Regions from separate parts of the Sus scrofa genome. Here regions 2 and 3 are each linked to region 1. The links are chromatin contacts, called in public Hi-C and HiChIP or PLAC-seq maps. All regions are on one chromosome and are shown on one strand. The core of a region is the stretch at or near the end of the contact, and the rest is flanking DNA. Distances in the headings are between cores, read along the strand shown.

What was found. A called contact is a pair of places that touch in the nucleus more often than the background predicts. HiChIP or PLAC-seq counts read pairs in DNA pulled down with a chosen protein or histone mark.
Region 2: a Hi-C map of subcutaneous adipose tissue shows a contact between it and region 1, with 2.5 times the contacts expected there. The contact joins the enhancer-like site here to the promoter of NDST1 in region 1. A contact is called at or near these places in 1 of 5 promoter capture datasets (liver), 8 of 47 Hi-C or Micro-C datasets (alveolar macrophages, embryonic fibroblasts, heart right ventricle and 5 more) and 2 of 2 datasets of contacts at active chromatin or transcription factors (alveolar macrophages and skeletal muscle).
Region 3: a contact with region 1 is called in an H3K27ac HiChIP or PLAC-seq map of alveolar macrophages. The contact joins the promoter of SMIM3 here to the promoter of NDST1 in region 1. A contact is called at or near these places in 1 of 47 Hi-C or Micro-C datasets (embryonic fibroblasts) and 1 of 2 datasets of contacts at active chromatin or transcription factors (alveolar macrophages).

The regions. Positions count from the first base shown.
Region 1 is chr2:151,432,231-151,435,410 of Sscrofa11.1, reverse strand. NDST1 (bifunctional heparan sulfate N-deacetylase/N-sulfotransferase 1) reads right to left here and starts at 1,486. Exons shown (of 15, transcript XM_021085025.1): 1 at 1,400-1,486. It overlaps RPS14 (40S ribosomal protein S14), which reads left to right and starts at 1,460. Exons shown (of 5, transcript XM_021085027.1): 1 at 1,460-1,596; 2 at 2,173-2,323; 3 at 2,817-2,978. The coding sequence starts at 2,175.
Region 2 is chr2:151,782,321-151,785,500 of Sscrofa11.1, reverse strand. No RefSeq gene overlaps it. Among named protein-coding and RNA genes, the nearest start is that of SMIM3, 36 kb to the right of the region's middle. Within about 2 kb of position 1,675, at least 23 of the 83 cell types and tissues checked have an H3K27ac peak or open chromatin away from gene starts, as enhancers often do. A contact at or near this core is called in liver, retroperitoneal adipose tissue, skeletal muscle and 1 more, where this site is marked.
Region 3 is chr2:151,746,218-151,749,397 of Sscrofa11.1, reverse strand. SMIM3 (small integral membrane protein 3) reads right to left here and starts at 1,648. Exons shown (of 2, transcript XM_021085035.1): 1 at 1,347-1,648. It overlaps LOC110259674, which reads right to left. Exons shown (of 2, transcript XM_021085170.1): 2 at 166-1,812. The coding sequence ends at 534.

The DNA.
Region 1 (3,180 bases), core at 237-2,736:
CCTAAAAAGACAAAAATAAAATACCATTAAAAATAAAATATATTTTTTGATAACGCTGTAATTTTTTTATCTGCGTGAGCACATTTAACACTCAAAATTAAAAAATGAAAACTTCATCTGTACGAACATGTGATAGATCTTATCGGCTGTCCTGGGATGATGTACACAACGTTGAGTCAAAAAGAAGCGACTGACGTTGGAGAGAATATCACCTCATTTACGTAAGACGGTATATCACACGCTGAAAACACAGGAATATATTAAGTATAGATAGTTACCTCTGCAACGATGCTCCAATTTGACGACAGAAAAAAGAACTTAGAGATGACTTTTACTTTTTGCTACCCACTTTTTTTTTTTTTTTGGCCACACTTGCAGCATGCAGAAGTTCCCAAGTCAGGGAACTGAACTCGTTTACCCCTGCAGTGACAGTGATGAGTCCTTAACCCAATGCACCACAAGGGAAATCCTGAAATCCCTTTCCTTTTGGGGGGGGGTAGTCTTTTTAGGGCTGCATGGGCAGAACAGGAGTTTCCCAAGCTAGGGGTCGAATCAGAGCTACAGCTGCCATCCTACACCACAGCCACAGCAACACCAGATTTGAGCCACATCAGAGACCTACTACAGCTTGCAAGTGATGCCGGATCCTCAACCCACTGAGCAAGGCCAGGGATTGAACCCACATCCTCATGGATGCTAGTCAGGTCTGCTGAGCCATAACGGGAACCCCCTGAAATCCCTTTCTTTAAAAGAGAAATCAGGAGTTCCAAAAAAAAAAAAAAAAAAAAAAAAAAAAGAAAGAAAAAAGAAAGGAGTTCCCATTGCGGTTGAGCAGCTTAAGAACCTGACTCCTGACTAGTATCCATGGGATGCCGGGATTCGATCCCTGATCTTGCTCAGTGGGTTAAGGACCCAGCGTAGCTGCAAGCTGCGGAGTAGGTCACGGAATGTGGGTTGGATCTGGTGTTGCTGTGGCATAGGGTGGCAACTGCACCTCTGACGTGACCCCAGCCCAGGAATTTCCACATGCCACAGGTGCCATGAATAATAATACTAAAAGAAAAATCAAAACGACGTCTTTGATAATGTGGTAAGGATTAAATGGATCAATGGCTATCGGTCGCTTATCCCGGCCTCGTACATAACGACAAGTACTGAATAATTTACTCCTATTTTGCCCAGAACACAGCGGATGAGACTTTCACCGCTGCTGCTGTTCGCCTCCGCGCCACGCGGTGCGCTGTCGCCTCCGGGCTGGCCGGGCCGGGGACGGGGCGCCGGACGTTCGTCTAGCTGCGGCCTCCGCCATCCCGGACGCAGGCCCGCTCCACCCACCCAGTGCGGCTGCTTCGTGCAGCTTTAGAAGCCGACGCGCTCGCTGGGACACCGAGCCCCTTACCTCCTCAGGCGCCCCACTGAATCAACCGTATTCTCGAGGGCGTCTTCATCTCGGAAACGCTAAAGTCGGCGTCTTCCGGAGCAGCCGGCCTCGCCCCGTGACCTCAGACGTTCACTTCCGGGGATACGGACGTGACCCGTCGCCCCGCCTCCTCCCACTCTCTCTTTCCGGTGGCGGAGTCTGAAGGCGACGCGCAGGTAGGCTCCCTGGGCCGGGACAATCGAGCGGCATCCTGCGGCCTGGGGGCCCAGCGAGATTCGGGGCGCGGGCCTGAGGTTTTGCCGCGAAAGCCAAGCCAGGTGCGGGGCGGGAGGCGCGCGGCGGGTCGATGCAGACTCTGGTTGGCGCTGTCTCGGAGGCGGAGGTTTTGGCTCGGAACCGCCTGTAACGCGGGGTCCGCTCGGGGCCGGGCCCAGGGGCACAGCCACCTCCGCCGGGCCACGGCGGGGGGCGGGGAGGAGCGGGAACGTCGTCCCGGGAGCGAGCCTCGGGTCTCCCGCTTGTTTTCGGTCTGGGAAGTTGGGGTAATTGCCGCACGGGTCCCGTGGGGTCTTGGGACGGATTCGGGGCGGGAAGGCAGGGGACGCGGCCCCTTCGTGGGCGGTTCCTGGATCAGTGATGCCAGGGCGGGCGCTGCACGTGGCGGCTGCAGGGCGGCGTCGAAGCCGGGAAGGGGCCGCAGCCGCTGGGGAGGCCGCGCGGCCTGGGGGGCGGCCGAGCGAGTGCGCGCGCCCGCGCTCCTTCCCGGAGCCGGGGCTGTTCCTCTGCCGCAGAAATGGCACCGCGCAAGGGGAAGGAGAAGAAGGAGGAGCAGGTCATCAGCCTCGGCCCGCAGGTGGCTGAAGGGGAAAACGTGTTCGGCGTGTGTCACATCTTCGCGTCTTTCAATGACACTTTCGTCCATGTCACCGATCTCTCGGGCAAGTGAGTATCAGGAGAGGCCCAGGCCCCCGCTCGCAGGGCCTGGGGTTAGAAGGGGGGGAAGGGACCCCGGGGCTGGGCGGCAGGTGGAGGGTCTCTTGTGAGAATTGGAGCGAGCGTTCACTCAAGGAAGGTGTGGCCTCCGGGTCCCGGGGTGTAAGAGGAGGCACGTGTGTCCCTCAGCGGCTTCCCAGCCTGGGGGGGGTCTCTAAACCCTCGGGGTGTCCTGGCACTTACAGGGGCGCTGGTGGCCTGGCGTCACCCCGGCGGCAGGTCTCGCTGTCTCGGCTGGCTGTCCTCGTGTGCAGGGGTTGGAGCGGCCGGTGCGGCGGGTCACACGTGTCTCAGGCCTCTGGAGCCTGTCCCCGCAGAGCTCGCGGCTTTCCGGTCCCCGGCGGGGACGCCTGCCGGCCCCGAGCGGCGGTGCGTCTGTTGGGGCCTGACGGACACTCTGCAGCCTCGCGGGTGAGAGAGGACCCTGTGCTTTTGTCCCCAGGGAGACCATCTGTCGCGTGACGGGCGGGATGAAGGTGAAGGCCGACCGGGATGAGTCCTCTCCGTACGCCGCTATGCTGGCTGCCCAGGACGTGGCCCAGCGCTGCAAGGAGCTGGGCATCACTGCCCTCCACATCAAGCTCCGGGCCACGGGCGGGAACCGGTGAGTGGGAGTGGCTCGCGGGCTTGAGCGCCAGTGCGCCTGATTTCAGTCGGCTTGGTTTCTCTTTGGGGACTTCGTACCCCGCTGCCTAGGTTGGTGTGTGACTAATAGGACACGGCAAGAGCTGCTGTTGCTGTGGGTTTGGTTCCAGGCCGCAGACAGCAGGTAGCTCAGGAAAGCGAGTCACCTGGGCCTTCCCCGC
Region 2 (3,180 bases), core at 426-2,925, 350 kb before region 1:
TATCACTGATTCGTTCTTCTGCATTATTCATTCTGGTTTTTACTGCCCCTAGTTCAGTTTGCATCTCTGCAAATGAATGTTCTAGTTTTTCTTGGCTCCTCCTTATATTTTCTAGTTCCTTTCTGAGGGTATCTGCATTACTGTTCATATCTTCTCTTAATTCCTTCAGTATTTTCACTATTTCTCTTTTGAACTCCAGGTCTGTCTGACTGCAGAGATCTGTCTGACTGCAGAGATCTGTTTCATTGTTGACTGTTTTAGGTGAGTTCTCCTGTTGGTTTGACTGGGGGTGGTTTCTCAGCTTCTTCATCTTGCTTGTTGTTTTCTGTCTCCTGAGGGAGTTGTACTCTCCGTTATCGGGCAGTGTTTGCCTTGTCACTGCCGTGGAATATTTCCTGAGGGCTGGCGTTGTTGGTCAATCTTTTTTGAGGCAGTGTGGCTTTTCTGGAGTGTTGATGGGGCTAACAGTGTTTCTTTGAAGCAAAGGAGGACTTCCTGAGGGCAGACAGGACTGGGAGGTCCACACCACGATGGTAGCAGATTTCACTTGGTCATGCAGAGCTTGCTCTGGTGTTTTTAGGCTGTGGGGTTCTTGCAGGGGGTTGGCGGTGTTGGGCAGCTGTTCCTCAGGAGTGCAGCACCCCCTGGGGGCTGGAGCAGCTATCTGGGTCACTGACAACCTAAGAGGCTCTTCCCTAGGGCAGCCCAACTCAGAAGGACAGCCTGAGAATGTAGGCGGATCTTTTCACAGTCTGGCCAAGCTTGTTGCAGCTTTTCTGGGCTGCAGGGGGTCCTGCCTGGAGCTGGCAGTCCTATGCAGCTGGTCCACTAGAGCATCCCCTGGGGGCTTGGGCGGGTAGCAAGGCCGTTGGAAACCCAGGAGGCTCCTCCCCGGAGCAACCCGACTCAGAAAAATCCTCCGAGAATTAGGCCGATCTATTCACAGACTGGCTAAGCTTGTTCTAGCTTTTCTGGGCTGCAGGCCTTTTCTCGGGGGCTGGTAGTGTTTGGTGCTGCTCTGCGGAAGTGTAGCCCCTCCAAAGGGCAAGCAGGTCTGTGCAGGGACAGCCCCTGCGGTGGTAGGCTTCAGGCACTTGTTGAGGCCAGCCCTCCTGGATGGCAGGCAGCCCCAGGTCCGTGAGAGCGTAGGGCGTGAAGGGGGTGGGGGGAGGGGATGCCCTGGGAAGCACAGCTTTTTGCTAGCTAGCGGGCCTGTAAGCTTGCTGTGGCGTGGGGGGGTATTCTATTCCCTTCTTCTCTCCCGTCCCCAGCACTGGCACAGACCAGGCTCTTCTCCCAGGTTCCCTCTGATGCGGCTTTCCACTTCCCCGCTCCTAGAGTATTGTTCCCTTCCTCTGTGACAGCTTTGTTTTCTAGTCTCCCAGGCAGTCTCCGCCCCGTCAAATGGTCTCTAGACCTCCCAAGCAGTTTCCGCTCCGCCCCGCCCCCCAGCCCGGGGACCAACCTCTGGAGCAGAGGTCTCAGTGCCCAGCCCCCACCCAGGCACCGCCAGGCCCTTTCTCGGGGATTAACCTTTGGAGGAGAGGTCTGAGGGAAGTTTTATAGCTTAATTACTAAGGGACGTGAAGCGATTTTTTTCCAGACACTCAGAGCCGGAATAAAATAATAATAATTGTTGTGACCACCAGATGGCGGTGTGACTTTTTTTCAAATGGAGCCCGAGACCATTGGTTCCCCGCTGTCACTTGAGAAGTTCACACCTTTCTTCGCCAAGGTCGTAGTATTAGAGTCCTGAAATCAAAACAGAGCTACAGGGGAAGCAGGCACTCACCTAGTTCTGACTCACAGTCCTTTGCACGCCTGACTGGCAGTGATTCTGTTTGGCACCCTGCACACTCCGGTGAGCCTGGCCCACGAGGCCACCTCCCGCCAAAGCTGCCCACTGAGATGCCGGGGCCTCTGCGCGTCTTTAAACGGCAAGTAAACCTCCAGGGACGCGACCGCCGCCATCAGCTCTGGTCTCCACCTAGAGCACGTCTGCTCTCCCTTCCAGAAGCCGGAAATATTTAAAGGTAGCTAGTCCTGAAATAAGGTGAATCATGTTTAATATTTTTTCCAGGTGGAAAAAGCTCCAGTTTTCTGCTCTTCTCTTTTTATTGCTTTAGTTTCCTCTCTGTATTTTGCTGTTATTCCCACATTTTCAGGCACCCGTGTAGCTGGGGCACAGAGCGTAGGCCTGCGGAACCCCGGCGCTGATTCTCCTTGCTTGAACGAACTTAAACACTGTCTTTCAGGTTTTTCAGCTCTGATTTAGGAAAATAATAGAACCTACGGCCTGATCATCTGGTGGTGGGAATTAAATCAGACAATTTGTGAAAAGTCGACAGCACAGTGCCTGGCGCACAGCAGGTGCTCAAGTTGTGTTTGTGCAAGGAGAGCTAAGCTTGTGCTTTCTGTGCAGTAACGCTCGGCTCATAAGTGAGCAGCGGAGTCTAACGAGGGTGTCAGTATGCTGCCAGCGGGGCCCCCGGGCTCGGGAAGCAGGATGCCAGAGAGCCTGTGTGCGGGACGGCCGAGGCTCAGCGACTCAAGACCATGACAATGTAAACGAGGACCAGAGCTGTGGTTTGGGTTGGGGGGGGGGTGGTGAGACTTTATTTTTTTAAGGTAGTTATATGTTTGAAGCCAAACGAAGAGAAGGTAGAGCAATCTCGCGCAGACCCCCCCACCCACACACGCATAGCCCCCCGTTAACAACATGTCCCATCAGAGGGACACGGTTGTTGCGATTGAGGAGCCGACATGGAACATCGTGGTCGCCCCAGGTGCATAGTTGACGTTACTGTTCCCTCTTGGTTTGTTCTTTCTGTGAGTTTGAGCAAACGTGTGACGTTCACCCATCATTGTAGTGTCATAGAAGCGTTTTCACTGCCCTAAAAATCCTCTGTGCTCTGTCTATGCATCCTATCCCTGAAACCCGGCCCTGACAACACAAATTTTTTTTTTGTCTCCTTGGTTTCCAGAATGTTATACTGTGGGAATCATACAGTAAACAGTCCTTTCATATTGACCTCTTTCACTTTGTAGTATGCATTTAACTATCTCCCATGTCTCTTCATGGCTTTGTAGCTCATTTCTTTTTTTTAGCGCTGAATAATATTCCATTGTCTGGATGCACCATGGTTTATTCATGCACCCGCTGAGGGCATCTTGGTTGCT
Region 3 (3,180 bases), core at 399-2,898, 310 kb before region 1:
CCCCAGACCTTTTGTGCAGCGGAGCCCGCAGTGCTGACGCTCTGAGAGGTCAGTGTGGCTAACGGGGTATGACTTGCAGCCTTGCCGGCGTGACTCAGAACCCTAAACCCCAAGACAGCTGGGAACAGGAGGCCCTGGCTGCAGCAGAGAAGCACGTTTTCTTGCTTTTTTTTTTTTTTTTTTTTTTTTTTTGGTTGTTTCTACGGAAGCACATGATGTCCTGATGCTCAGCTGGCCCGGCTCCCATGTGCTCAGAGGATTGCTGAGTGGCCTGAATGACCCCAAAAGCACTTCTCACTCAAGCTCAGACACCCAAATGTTCCACCACCACCTCCTCATTTTGCTGGCAGGGAAGGCAGGATCCATTAGCGAAATCCTCAAGGTAACTCACCATTCAGGCGCTCACCTCCTTCAGGCCTGCAGCCCACTTACCTACCGTGTGGGACCAGGGATCCCAGCAGATGACCGGGAGCCTCTGCCATGCCTGAGGGACCGAGGGCTCTCAGCCCTGCAGCGTAGAGCTCTAAGGGACTCTATATAACAAACGGGAGACTGAAGCGCCCCCAGGCGCCACCAGGACGAGAAAGAATCAGGAAGGAACCAGGGGATCCGCGCGAACAAGAGCCCACCCAGCCTGGCCACTCGATCCGAAAACAACCTCGAGAGTCGTCGGGGTTGGGGTTTTTATGGTTCAAACGGCTCCCTCTTGGGCTCAGTAAGCGGAGCCAGGCGCAAGGGTGAGGGACAACCTCTAACCGGAAGGGGCTTGTGGAGGGAGCGAGGGGTGCAAGAGGACTGGCCTTTGAAACCTCCAAGTCCTCAGAAGGAGGAGGAGGGAGCCTGGAAAGGCGGCCTGGCTCCGGGCTACTCTGCGCAGATGCCTTTTTCCATTTGATGTGTAGGCAAAGGTTGTTTGTCTTCACAGTTGGAGAAACTGCTGGTGACAGACCAGGCTGGACCCCCCAACCCCCCAACTCCAGCTCCTGGCGGTCTTCCCCGCGAGGCTTTGCCAAGTTGGACAGATAACCCGCTGCTCCCGCGCGGCGGGGCGCGGTGGCCCGGCCCCGGGCCTGACCGCTGCCCTGGAGAGCGGAGGGGCGGCAGAGGCCGACGGCGCGAGCAGGGACGCGGCGAGAAGCCCCGTCCTCCGAGCTCTGGCTTCCCCGCGGCCCGGGACCGAGCGCCGGAGGCCCCCAGAGCCCAGGGGCGGCCAGAGGGAGAAGAGCGAGATGCCCAAGCGCTGGCGGCGGGGAAAGGAGGAAGGAGAGGGGATGACGGCAGGGCAGCTGGGAGGAATCTGGGCAGCGGCAGCGCGTAAGCCGGCGGCGCCCGAAGACCCCACTCACCCCGGGTCCGCACGGCTGCTCTGAACACCCGCTGCCCGCACCGCCGCGGGCTCGTGTCGGGTCTGCGGAAAGTTCCCGCGGGCGGAGACGGCGGCGGCCGGAGCGCGTCCTCGGGTCCGGGATGGCACGGGTCCGGCGGCGGGACGGCCGGCAAACCGGAGATCGCGGCCCGGAACGTGCCGGGCCCCCGGGGCCGGAGGCGGGAGGGAGTGCCCGCAGCGGCCGGGACGCGCGGCTCCACACGGGTGGCTCTGGAGGGCGCGGCCGCCAGGCACCGCCACCGGGACGCCGGCCCGGCCGCCCAGCCCCGCTCGGCTCCTCCCCGCCCCCTCCCCCGGGCCGCGGGGGCAGGAGCCTCCGGCGGAAAGAAGACACCGAGTCTTGGAATCCCCGGGCGGGCGTGTCCTCACGCGCTCGCCCCGTGACCCTGGAGCCACCCCTGCCCCAGTTCAGGGTCCCCACCTTCCTGTGTTAGCAGACCGAGAGAGGTGACCTAAAGTGTGCCCTCCGCGATGCTTCCCAGAGGCAGCCCTGCACGTGGGAGAGTCCGGTCTTTCGTTAGGATGGAGTTTGGTTTGGAAGGAGGCTCAAACGGAGGAGCCCGACTCCGGGTGCCCGGGGCCCAGGATGCTTCTCCAGAGGCTTGGCCTTGCTGGCCGCGCCTCTCTGCAGACCAGGGCCCTGACTCCCGCCTCCACGTCCTGTCCTGAGGGCCCGCGTGAAGTTGCAGCTGCTTGGCTGTAACGCGCCTCTACTAAGCCTCCCGTTGGTTTCGCGATGGTGGTGAAAGGACCCAGTCGAAGGCCCATTGGAGGCCCGCCTGGGAGAGGCCTCCCAGGCCCTGCTAGTCCCCAGCCAGGTTTCCACAGATCAGTGCCTGCTCTGCAGTCCCCTGCGCACCTCTGTGACCCACCACTCCTGGCCCCGTCTTGGCCCCTGCAAAATGTATTCAATGGCCCAGTGTTCTTTCAACTACTCAGAAATATAGGAGCGTGGCCCTGAGGGTCAGTGTAGCCTTGGGGAGACCATTCGTGCCTCGGTTTTTCCTTTGCCCACCAGGCAGGTACAGTAAGACCCAGGCCTACCTCTCCGTGTGGTGTAATCATTTTACAGTTTACAAATGCATCACATCAACGCCACGCGTCCTGTGAACACTGGCTTCCTTCGGCAGGATCGCCGAGGCCCTGGGTGGAGCCAGCTGGCTTTCCCACTGAGAGGCTCTCTGTCTCTCTTTAGCACCAGCTTGCCCTGGCACCCCAAAAGCAAGGCCGAAGAGGAAATTTGAATAGCCTGTGGGAGAGGTCCCACTCAGGTCTGGTGTCCCAGCTGGGCTGACTTGGCCAAGAGGGCTTTGGGCAGGAAGAATAGCGGATGCTGTCGGGCATCAGGAGGAGGCAAATAGCCAATTTCAGCGACAAGCTTTTGTTAGAACAAAAATCAGGGCACAAGGAGTTCCCGTCGTGGCTCAGTGGTTAACGAATCCGACAAGGAACCATGAGGTTGTGGGTTCGATCCCTGGCCTTGCTCAGTGGGTTAAGGATCCATCGTTGCCGTGAGCTGTGGTGTAGGTTGCAGACGCGGCTTGGATCCTGAGTTGCTGTGGCTCTCGGCTACAGCTCCAATTCGACCCCAGCCTGGGAACCTCCATATGCCGAGGGAGCGGCCCAAGAAAGGGAAAAAAAAAAAAAAAAAAAATCAGGGCACAATTCACAGTTCACTTTCTTGCTCCTCCATTACAAGTATGCCAAAGGGAACACTGAGACACTGAAAGAAATGAGGAATATTTACTGCGCGATTCCCCCGAGAGCGGGGGAAGTCGAATCAAAGGGGTCGT